Regions from separate parts of the Sus scrofa genome. Here regions 1 and 3 are each linked to region 2. Evidence: chromatin contacts called from public HiChIP or PLAC-seq data. All regions are on one chromosome and are shown on one strand. Each heading gives the region's core, a stretch centred on a gene start, on an enhancer-like site or on the middle of the called end of the contact. The rest is flanking DNA. Distances are from core to core; before and after follow the strand shown.

What was found. HiChIP or PLAC-seq counts read pairs in DNA pulled down with a chosen protein or histone mark.
Region 1: a contact with region 2 is called in an H3K27ac HiChIP or PLAC-seq map of alveolar macrophages. The contact joins the promoter of INTS2 here to the promoter of RNFT1 in region 2. A contact is called at or near these places in 2 of 5 promoter capture datasets (fetal skeletal muscle and liver), 1 of 47 Hi-C or Micro-C datasets (heart right ventricle) and 2 of 2 datasets of contacts at active chromatin or transcription factors (alveolar macrophages and skeletal muscle).
Region 3: an H3K27ac HiChIP or PLAC-seq map of skeletal muscle shows a contact between it and region 2, with 3 times the contacts expected there. The contact joins the promoter of BRIP1 here to the promoter of RNFT1 in region 2. A contact is called at or near these places in 2 of 5 promoter capture datasets (fetal liver and liver) and 2 of 2 datasets of contacts at active chromatin or transcription factors (alveolar macrophages and skeletal muscle).

What each region holds. Positions count from the first base shown.
Region 1 is chr12:36,432,983-36,435,682 of Sscrofa11.1, reverse strand. INTS2 (integrator complex subunit 2) reads right to left here and starts at 1,290. Exons shown (of 25, transcript XM_021067302.1): 1 at 1,185-1,290. The coding sequence starts at 1,203.
Region 2 is chr12:36,173,704-36,176,403 of Sscrofa11.1, reverse strand. It overlaps RNFT1 (RING finger and transmembrane domain-containing protein 1), which reads left to right and starts at 1,269. Exons shown (of 9, transcript XM_021067295.1): 1 at 1,269-1,703. It overlaps LOC102157680 (a long non-coding RNA gene), which reads right to left and starts at 1,487. Exons shown (of 5, transcript XR_001299904.2): 1 at 1,364-1,487.
Region 3 is chr12:36,496,709-36,499,408 of Sscrofa11.1, reverse strand. It overlaps BRIP1 (Fanconi anemia group J protein), which reads right to left and starts at 1,271. Exons shown (of 21, transcript XM_021067301.1): 1 at 1,203-1,271.

The DNA of each region.
Region 1 (2,700 bases), core at 41-2,540, 260 kb before region 2:
GTGGTCTCTTGTTAATAGGACTAGTCGCTGGCAATATTCCTGGCACAATTAAAGGCTCCCTATGTTTCTATTGCCATCTGGAAAATGAGAAAGAAAACAGAGTATATTAACGTCTCTTCCAGCCTTGGGGATCTTCTGTTGTAATACTCCCATTTTGCAAAGAAGGAATATGAAACCCCGAGGGACTAAGTAACTGGCTCTGAGTAGTATTACTAGTCAGTGGCAAAATCTAACGCTGAACTCTCATCTACTAAAACCCAGTCCAATATTTTCTCCACTATACCAGTCATGAGTGCCACAACGTAGAGTAAAAGATCAGCATAGTAAAGAACGCTCCTCTTTCGTTTCACATGCCTACCCAACATCCGTAAAGCACTGTTAGACTTCTCTTTCCCACCCTCCACGAGTCGGTGGAACCACTATTAAATAGCCTCACTAGCCAGAAGCAATGCCAGATTCAACGCTCTGGAGACAAAAACAGTATGCCATACCTCCTGTGTTCCTAAGTTTAAAAAAACAAAAACAAAAACAAAACAGCTGTGGAGGTGCAATTAGCTGTGGGAGAAAGCTGAGTCCCACTTGGGCACTTTTCTGTCTTCAAGAGTAATCAGAAACAAAACAGCAAGTAGCAGGTAGCCAAAGCCATCCCCTCTGAGACCCACAAAACTGCAGAATCGTAAATAACAAAGAGTCGTGGGCAGAAATGCTGTTTTGCTTTTAATTTTAGCAAGAGGAGCTGGCCTTTTAACAGAGGGGCGGGCTGATAGAGCAGAGGCGTCAAGACCTGTGTGCTCATAGGTCTCGCCCTGGGCGTAAAGAGAACCAACCAGTTCCTCTGGCTGAGAAAAGTCGGGCCGGTGGCGGACACGGACCTCGGAACGCTCTAAGAGCCTGAGAAGCGGAAGCTTCATACCTTAAGATCTACCCTCCAACCTCCCGGGACCCCACCCGGATTCCACGCTCTAGAGGCGGGACGCGGTAGAAATCGAGAGCGCGGTCCGAAGTTGGGCCTAGGCGATAATCCGGATTCCCCAACCCTAGCTGTGCCCTGAGTCGACCTGGACACCAAAAACCCAGACGCCAGAACCCATTGGTCCGGCGGTGCGATAGGGGCTGGATGCGGACCCTGCACAAAGGCAGAGCCCGGACTGAAGGGAGAGGAAAGCAGAGCAGACCGTTTCAACCTGCACACAGCACCTTCATTCATCCCCAGCGTCTGGCTCCGGTCGGCCACCGTACTGGACTGAGAGGAAGAGTGGCTGGCTGTGAAAGGAAACCCGCAGACGTCGCTCAGAGGCAACGGCGCGCGTGCGCGGCCCCACCCCTTCCTCCCCCTTGGTTTGCTCTGCCAAGTTCACTCGAGAAGATTTAGCAGGTTGCTAGCTGTCTTCAGTCTCCTTTCCAGACCCTACCAGCTGACTCTTTTTAAGGTAAATCATTAAGTCCTTACGAAGTGCAGTTTCATCGTCACAGGACTACCGTGGCGTTCAAATGAATACGTACATTAGTATGGAAACGGAATGTTAAAGTTGTCCCCACTGTTCATTGATCAGAACACGAAAGGAATCAGACTGCATACATTTCTTTTCCATCTCTGCCTGTGCCCTTCCAGCACCAAAGTTCTGGAATCCTGGGTTTGTAGAAGAATTTAAAAAGTCATCAAGGAATTCTCGTTTTGGCTCAGTGGTTAACGAATCCGACTAGGAACCATGAAGACGTGGGTTCGATCCCTGGCCTCGCTTAGTGGGTCTTAAGGATCCGGCGTTTCCGTGAGCTGTAGTGTAGGTCGCAGACGCGGCTCAGATCCCGCGTTGCTGTGGCTCTGGCGTAGGCCGGTGGCTACAGCTTCAATTCGACCCCAACCTGGGAACCTCCATGTGCCATGGGTGCAGCCCTGAAACACACACACACACACCAAAAAAGAATATATGTATATATGTATGTATACATGTATGTATATATGTATGTACAGCATTTTTTTCCTTAGTGGTACATGAAATAATGTTTTACAATTACTGGTGTCTTATATTTGTTTGATGAAATGTGTTATATAGTTCCTATACTCTAAGTCCTGGATGAAGTGAACATTCTCACCCCTGAATGGCTTTGATTTATTCTTTTCTACCTTAATTTTCAATCAGGTTGGGAAAGAAAGAAAAGGAGACTGGCACAACACAGTAAATCAACTATACTTTAATAAAATAATAAATTTTAAAAATTTAAAAAGAAAAGGAGAAGTTCTCTTGTGCAGCAAAGTTAAGGATTTGGCGTTGTCACTGCAGCGGCTTGGGTGGCTGCTGTGTCTCAGGTTCCATCCCTAACCATCACATGCTGCAGACTTAGCCAGGAAACAAAAAAAAAAAAGAGAAAGAAAGAAAAAACAAACAAACAAAAAAAAACCAGTCTCAGGCATCATAGGTGCTTTTACATAAGTTATTGCCCAGTAAATGACTTTCTAGAAATTAGAAGACTTAGGGATTTAAAGGAGCACCCATGTTCCTTGGAAATAGAATTTCAAAAGTAAAAAGATCTCAGCAGTGATCTAGCTCCAGTTTTCTCAACGTGGAACTCTTTTTATAGTTACCCTGTTTTGTAAGATTTCTTCAATTGTTTCTGCCTGTCAAGATCTTTTTTACTTGTCTTTTTGTCTTTTTAGGGCCTCACCCTAGGCATGTGGAGGTTCCCAGGCTAGGGGTCTAA
Region 2 (2,700 bases), core at 20-2,519:
AGAAAATAAGGTGCAAAAAATTTCATGATTAAGGAGGCTCAAAAATCACACACCAGGACTTCCTGTTATGGTGCAGTGGGTTAATGATCTGGCTTGTCTCTGTGGTGGCACCAGTTCTATCCCCAGCCTGGTACAGTGGGTTAAGGATCCCAAGTTACCACATCTGTGGCATAGCTCACAGCTATGGCTGGGATTTCATCCCTGGCCAGGGACCTTTCATATGCCCCAGGAGCAGCAGAAAAAGGGGGGGAGGGAATCACACACCAGCAAACTAACTTGGGTAAAGTTGCTGTGAATGGCTTTAAATCAGCGACCGGTAATAAGACAAAGTATTCCTTTTTTTCCACTAGATATTCAACTCATGACGTGTGTGTATGTAAGCAAATGCATCCTCTCTAGTGAGGAAAGACTGAACCCCTCACCCAAGCCATTGAATGTTTAATTTCAAGACTTGTAGGAAGACCATCAAGAGTTACCTACTTGACGTCAAATTCCAGATATTAAAGGGAAAAAAACTCGAGGTTCAAAATAGAAAGGCTATTCGTGGTGGGGAGGGATGGGACAGATTCTTGGAAAACAAGTAACATTTAGAATCTATCTGGGCTGAGGATCAAGAGGTAAGCTTTTTTGTTTCATTGTTCAAAGTTTTTTTTCTTTTTTTCCCCTTTTAGGGCGACACCTGCAGCACATGTAAGTTCCTGAGCGAGGGGTCCAAACCGAGCGTCGTCCGTGCAACCCCGGAACCTTAACCCACACCCAATGGGAGAGGCCAGGGATACGAACTAGTCCGGTTCTTAAACCCCCTGAGCCACAAGGAGAACTCTCCAAACTTTTTCTTAATACACCTTTTATTTTTAGAAGTTTTAGGTTAACAATTACAGCGAAGACACTACAGAGCTCCCTAGAAAACAAGGTTTTTAAACTCTTAACTTCTACTTCCACCCCCACCTAAATTATCCTCACTTCTCCATTTCTATTCTCAGGTTTCGGCAGGGTCTTGTTCTCACAGTGCAACTTCAGAATTGTAAAGAAAACCCGAGTTCAGTTAAAACTTCACCGCCCATCCACAACTGGCTCAGCTGAGCTGGGGGAAACCAGACCGCTCCCGCCCCCGCCCGGCTCGCTCAGAGGCGCGTCGAGCCCTCGCCAACGTGGCTCCTCCAGCTCGGAACCCGGGAGACGCGAGCCAGGCGGGACCCAGGGGCTGGCGCACGGGAGGCGGGACCAGACCAGCCCCCAACGGCAGGCTCCTCCCCCGAGGGCAGGTTCTCGAAGCCAAAACATTTTTAACCTCGAAACGTCCGGATCTCTGAGGAGGGGGTGAGGAGGGGTGTAGGAGGGCAGGTTACACAAACGTACGCACAGACTGGATGCAGCTCATGGTTTAACGCAGCCGGCTGCCGGGAGTTGTGGGGCACAGACCGCTCTTCACAGCCAGCACCCCTGACGGCCTGCACCCCACTCGGGTCGGCGGCGCCCTCCCCTCGGCGCGTCGCCCGGGGGCGGGGCACGCGCGCGTGAAGACGTCCAGGGAGCGAGCGCGCGCGCGCGCGCCGCCGCCGCCGCTGCCGCCGCGGAGCTGAGTGGAGGTTGCAGGTGGTGGGGGTTTCAAGGTGATGGCCCCGGTTGAAGGCCTCGAGGCGGCGTCTGCCACAGTTCCTGCGGTCGCTGCCCGGGCCCTGGTCCGCCCATCGTCATGAGAGGTCAGGTCTGGGGGAAACGGATGAAGGAGGCGAGGGACCCCGGCGAATGGGTTCTGGGGAGAATAACTGAGGCGCTCGAAGCTCGAACGTGGGTGGAAAACTCTGACCTGGAGATTCCGGAAGAGCCGTTTGCGTTTACTTTTCTTTTTTCTCCCCTTTCTTGCTCGTGCTTGGAGGAGAGTGGGAGGGTTCTCTGTTTTAATTTATGAAAGAAGGCGCAGAAACTGTTCAGTCCAACGTCGGTCTTCGGAGGTTTGAGGAAATAAATAGTAGCAGTCGTGACGTTTGGAGCATCGGTGAAAAAGCCTTTAGTGAAAGGCAGTTAAAAACCAAACCGCCCCTCAGTAACTGGAAAAAAAAAAATTCAAACCTACGAATGAATAGAATGACATAATATCCCCTGACGTTAACCCCTGCTTCCTCCTCCAGAAACGGTTTCGTCAGCTGGATTGTGGCATCCCCGACAGCTACCCACACTCATCCTGTGGGTTATTTCCCTGCCTGTGTTCGTTCCCCTTCCCTCCACGGTGGCATTTTTAACGGGCAGACCCCGTAACTATCCTTATTCAGACCGAAGAGTTACTTAGCGATTACCTGGTGCCTCTCCAAGCCTCCCTATTTTAAAGGTATTTAGGTAACATCCTTTGAGGGGCGGGGAAAGGTAATACTCTTGGTTTTAATTATTGGAAACTTTTTAATTAACTTTGTGAAAGCTCTTTCAGCATAAAACGAAATTTGTAGGTCACCTGAGTGAAATGTTTATGATTAGTTCTCCATGATGATATTTAATAAGGAGTTAAGATTTAATTTTTTTTTCCTCCTAGCCTTTCCAAGCATTAAAAAAGAAAAAGAGATTCACACTTATGAGATGTAGAATCTGCATCAGAGATGAAAGTACTCCAGTTAGGCATAGTAAATGTGCTAAAGTATTCAAGTATGAATGAGTTCCAGGACTCACATTAACGTCTGCTGGGCAAACATACTCTGACAATTTTGC
Region 3 (2,700 bases), core at 22-2,521, 320 kb before region 2:
GAAAATAAGCCTTAAAGTGGAATTGCACTGTGAATTACTTAATCTCACAGAGCCTGTTTCTTCATCTGTAAAATGGAGATAATATAATACTATCTACCTGATAGGGCTTTTATGAAAATTAGCCAGGCACTGAGTCAAAAATTAAATACGGGTAATGTATAGAATGTGCCTAAACTCCAGTATCTGATACAGAGGAAGTGATCTACTTTAATCTCCACCTCTTCTAAACCAACTTAACCTAGGATACATAGATGTAATTCAAAGACTGTGTGTAATCTTTTGATATTGCATGCATAAGTTTCTGTATATGACTGTATTTTTTAAGAGAAAGTCCATAGATTTCTCATTCCCAGATATATATCCTAAGGAAATAACTAAAAATAAAAGGGAAATGATATACACTGTTATCAACTGAGGAATTATTTGCAATAGTGAAGAAATGCTAAATTCCATGTGGGGATGAAGAGATGGGTTAAAATCTCAATTCCACATAGTATAAAGCCTGTCACAACCTTAACCATAGTTATTTGTCCCCAGAGAAATTAAGAATCACTATTCTTAGGTAGTTTCCAGTTGTAACATTTTGTGCTTCCATCTGTGAAGCTCTGAGAACGATATTTGTGGAATCTAAATCCTTAATCTAACCAACAACTCAAGGCTGGCCTAGTAACTCAGATATAACCTAGAAAGCAATCCATCCCCACCCCCACCCCCACCCGTGGTGGCAACTGGCAACAAAAAGGGGTCGCTTCCTCTACACACTGGATAAAGGACAAAACTTATCTGGCTCCGCCGTAGCCCCCTCCCAAGAGTAACGAAAAGCCCCAGACTCGTAGAAGGCCTCTGCTCCAAGGAGGTAAAAGCAGGCTTCCTCCCCACCCCCCACAGGTTTTCGTCCTCATATTCCCTCCTCCCTCAGCAAACCCCGATCCCCAAGGCCCTGGGGATCCACTCCACACCGATGGGCTTGCAAGGCGGGTGGACAAAAGCAAAAGGCACCCTTCTGGCAGGCTTTGCGCCCTCCCCGCGAGAGACAGACTTGCCCGCCCGGCGGAAAATCAAACAATGCCGACTGGGCTCCGATTCTCGGGATAAAGGAAGCCGAAACTTGCAAGCAAACACAGAGAAGTTCCGGCAAAGAGAGGTCCTAGCCTCCCTCTCTTCCTCCCAAGGATGCTACTCCCAGTCGCGGGATTACGTACCTCTTACTTTTTCTCCCCTCAGCTCCCAAGTACAACACTCCAGCGGACGAATTCCCGCCTCCCACCCCTCGACTCCCAGCACCCAATCGCCGGGCGAAGTCAGACAACCAATCACTCGCCAAGACCAGAAACCAGGCAACCAATCCCGACGCGAGGTCAGGGGGCGCGCACGCTGGCACCCAATGGAGGACTCCGCCGTAAAGACCAACCCCAGCTACACGGAGGCATGGGAAGGCGAGCTCCTTGGCGGTGAAGGACTCCCGCAGATCCCAAGAAGATAAAGGGATACAGTTTGCTGTGTTAGACTTCTGGAAACCGGTGATTTAAGCCGTGGCTCAGTTTCCTTGGAAATTCGAAGTCTCATTTTTAAGGTCTCTAGACCAAGCGAGAGGAAACACGCCAAGTTCTCTCAGCATTTCTCAGCGCCACTCGATTCAAATTTCCGAACTTTCCGGTACCCAGAGTAATGAAAGGAAATGGCCAGACTTCTGAGCCAAACGAGGCGAAAAAGTTGGATGACAGCTGGCTACAGAATCTCCTGATATTCAAGGCTTTCTTAGAGACCACATTCAACTGGAAACGCTCTCCAGCACCAGATCACTCTTAATTCCATTAAAGCTTATCAGCCTTCTGTCCTTCCTAAGACCAATTTGTTCTTTGCCAAGAAATACACTTCGGTTTCCTCAAAGGTAGGGGGGTTAATCATGATCTCGCCAAATTGATATTTAAAAAAAAACAATCCTCTACCTAAACTTGGCTCAAATGGCTACTCTCCCAAAAAAGCAAGACCTGAAACATTTTCTCAGATTCCGAGAAACCAGTTTGGGGAGAGAGGTTTGCTGCAGAAGGGAGCAACAAAAGTCGAGTTTGCTTGCCTCACTTTCAGTTTTACTACATCTTCCCCAAATGACAAAACAGTCATAAAAATAAATTCTACCCTTTAATTTAGTAATCTCGGGCTCAGAAATTTACCCTAAAGAAGTAATCTAAAAGAAAGAAAAGTAATAATAGCTCTAGTGACAACAAGTTCTATTCTTTTTATTTATTTATTTTTAACAAGGCCTATTCTAATACTGAAAAAAAAAAAAAACCCTAACTTCCCAGGGAGATGATTATATCAATTCAATCATTATGGAACCGATAAAATAAATGTAAAACCAAACAACCTGCCAAAACTCCATAACGTTAAATGAAAAAAAGCAGACTCCAAACTGGGTTATTATGAATTTCATTATGTGAAAATACATATTCATAAGCCAAGATGAAGGAAAAGTACAAAAAGTGTAATTTACTGTTAAGACAGTGCAATGGAGGATAGTTTATAAAAATAAATCCTTAAAACTACCTTCAAATTATTATTCTGCTTTTACAAATGTTTTAAATCATCAAATCTTTTTATGTAACTTCTCCAGGATAACTACTCTGATTTTCCTCTCTTAAGTTCATGAGGCTCTGAACTCTCATCTTGTATTGCCATTTGATGTATGTGGCATAATGA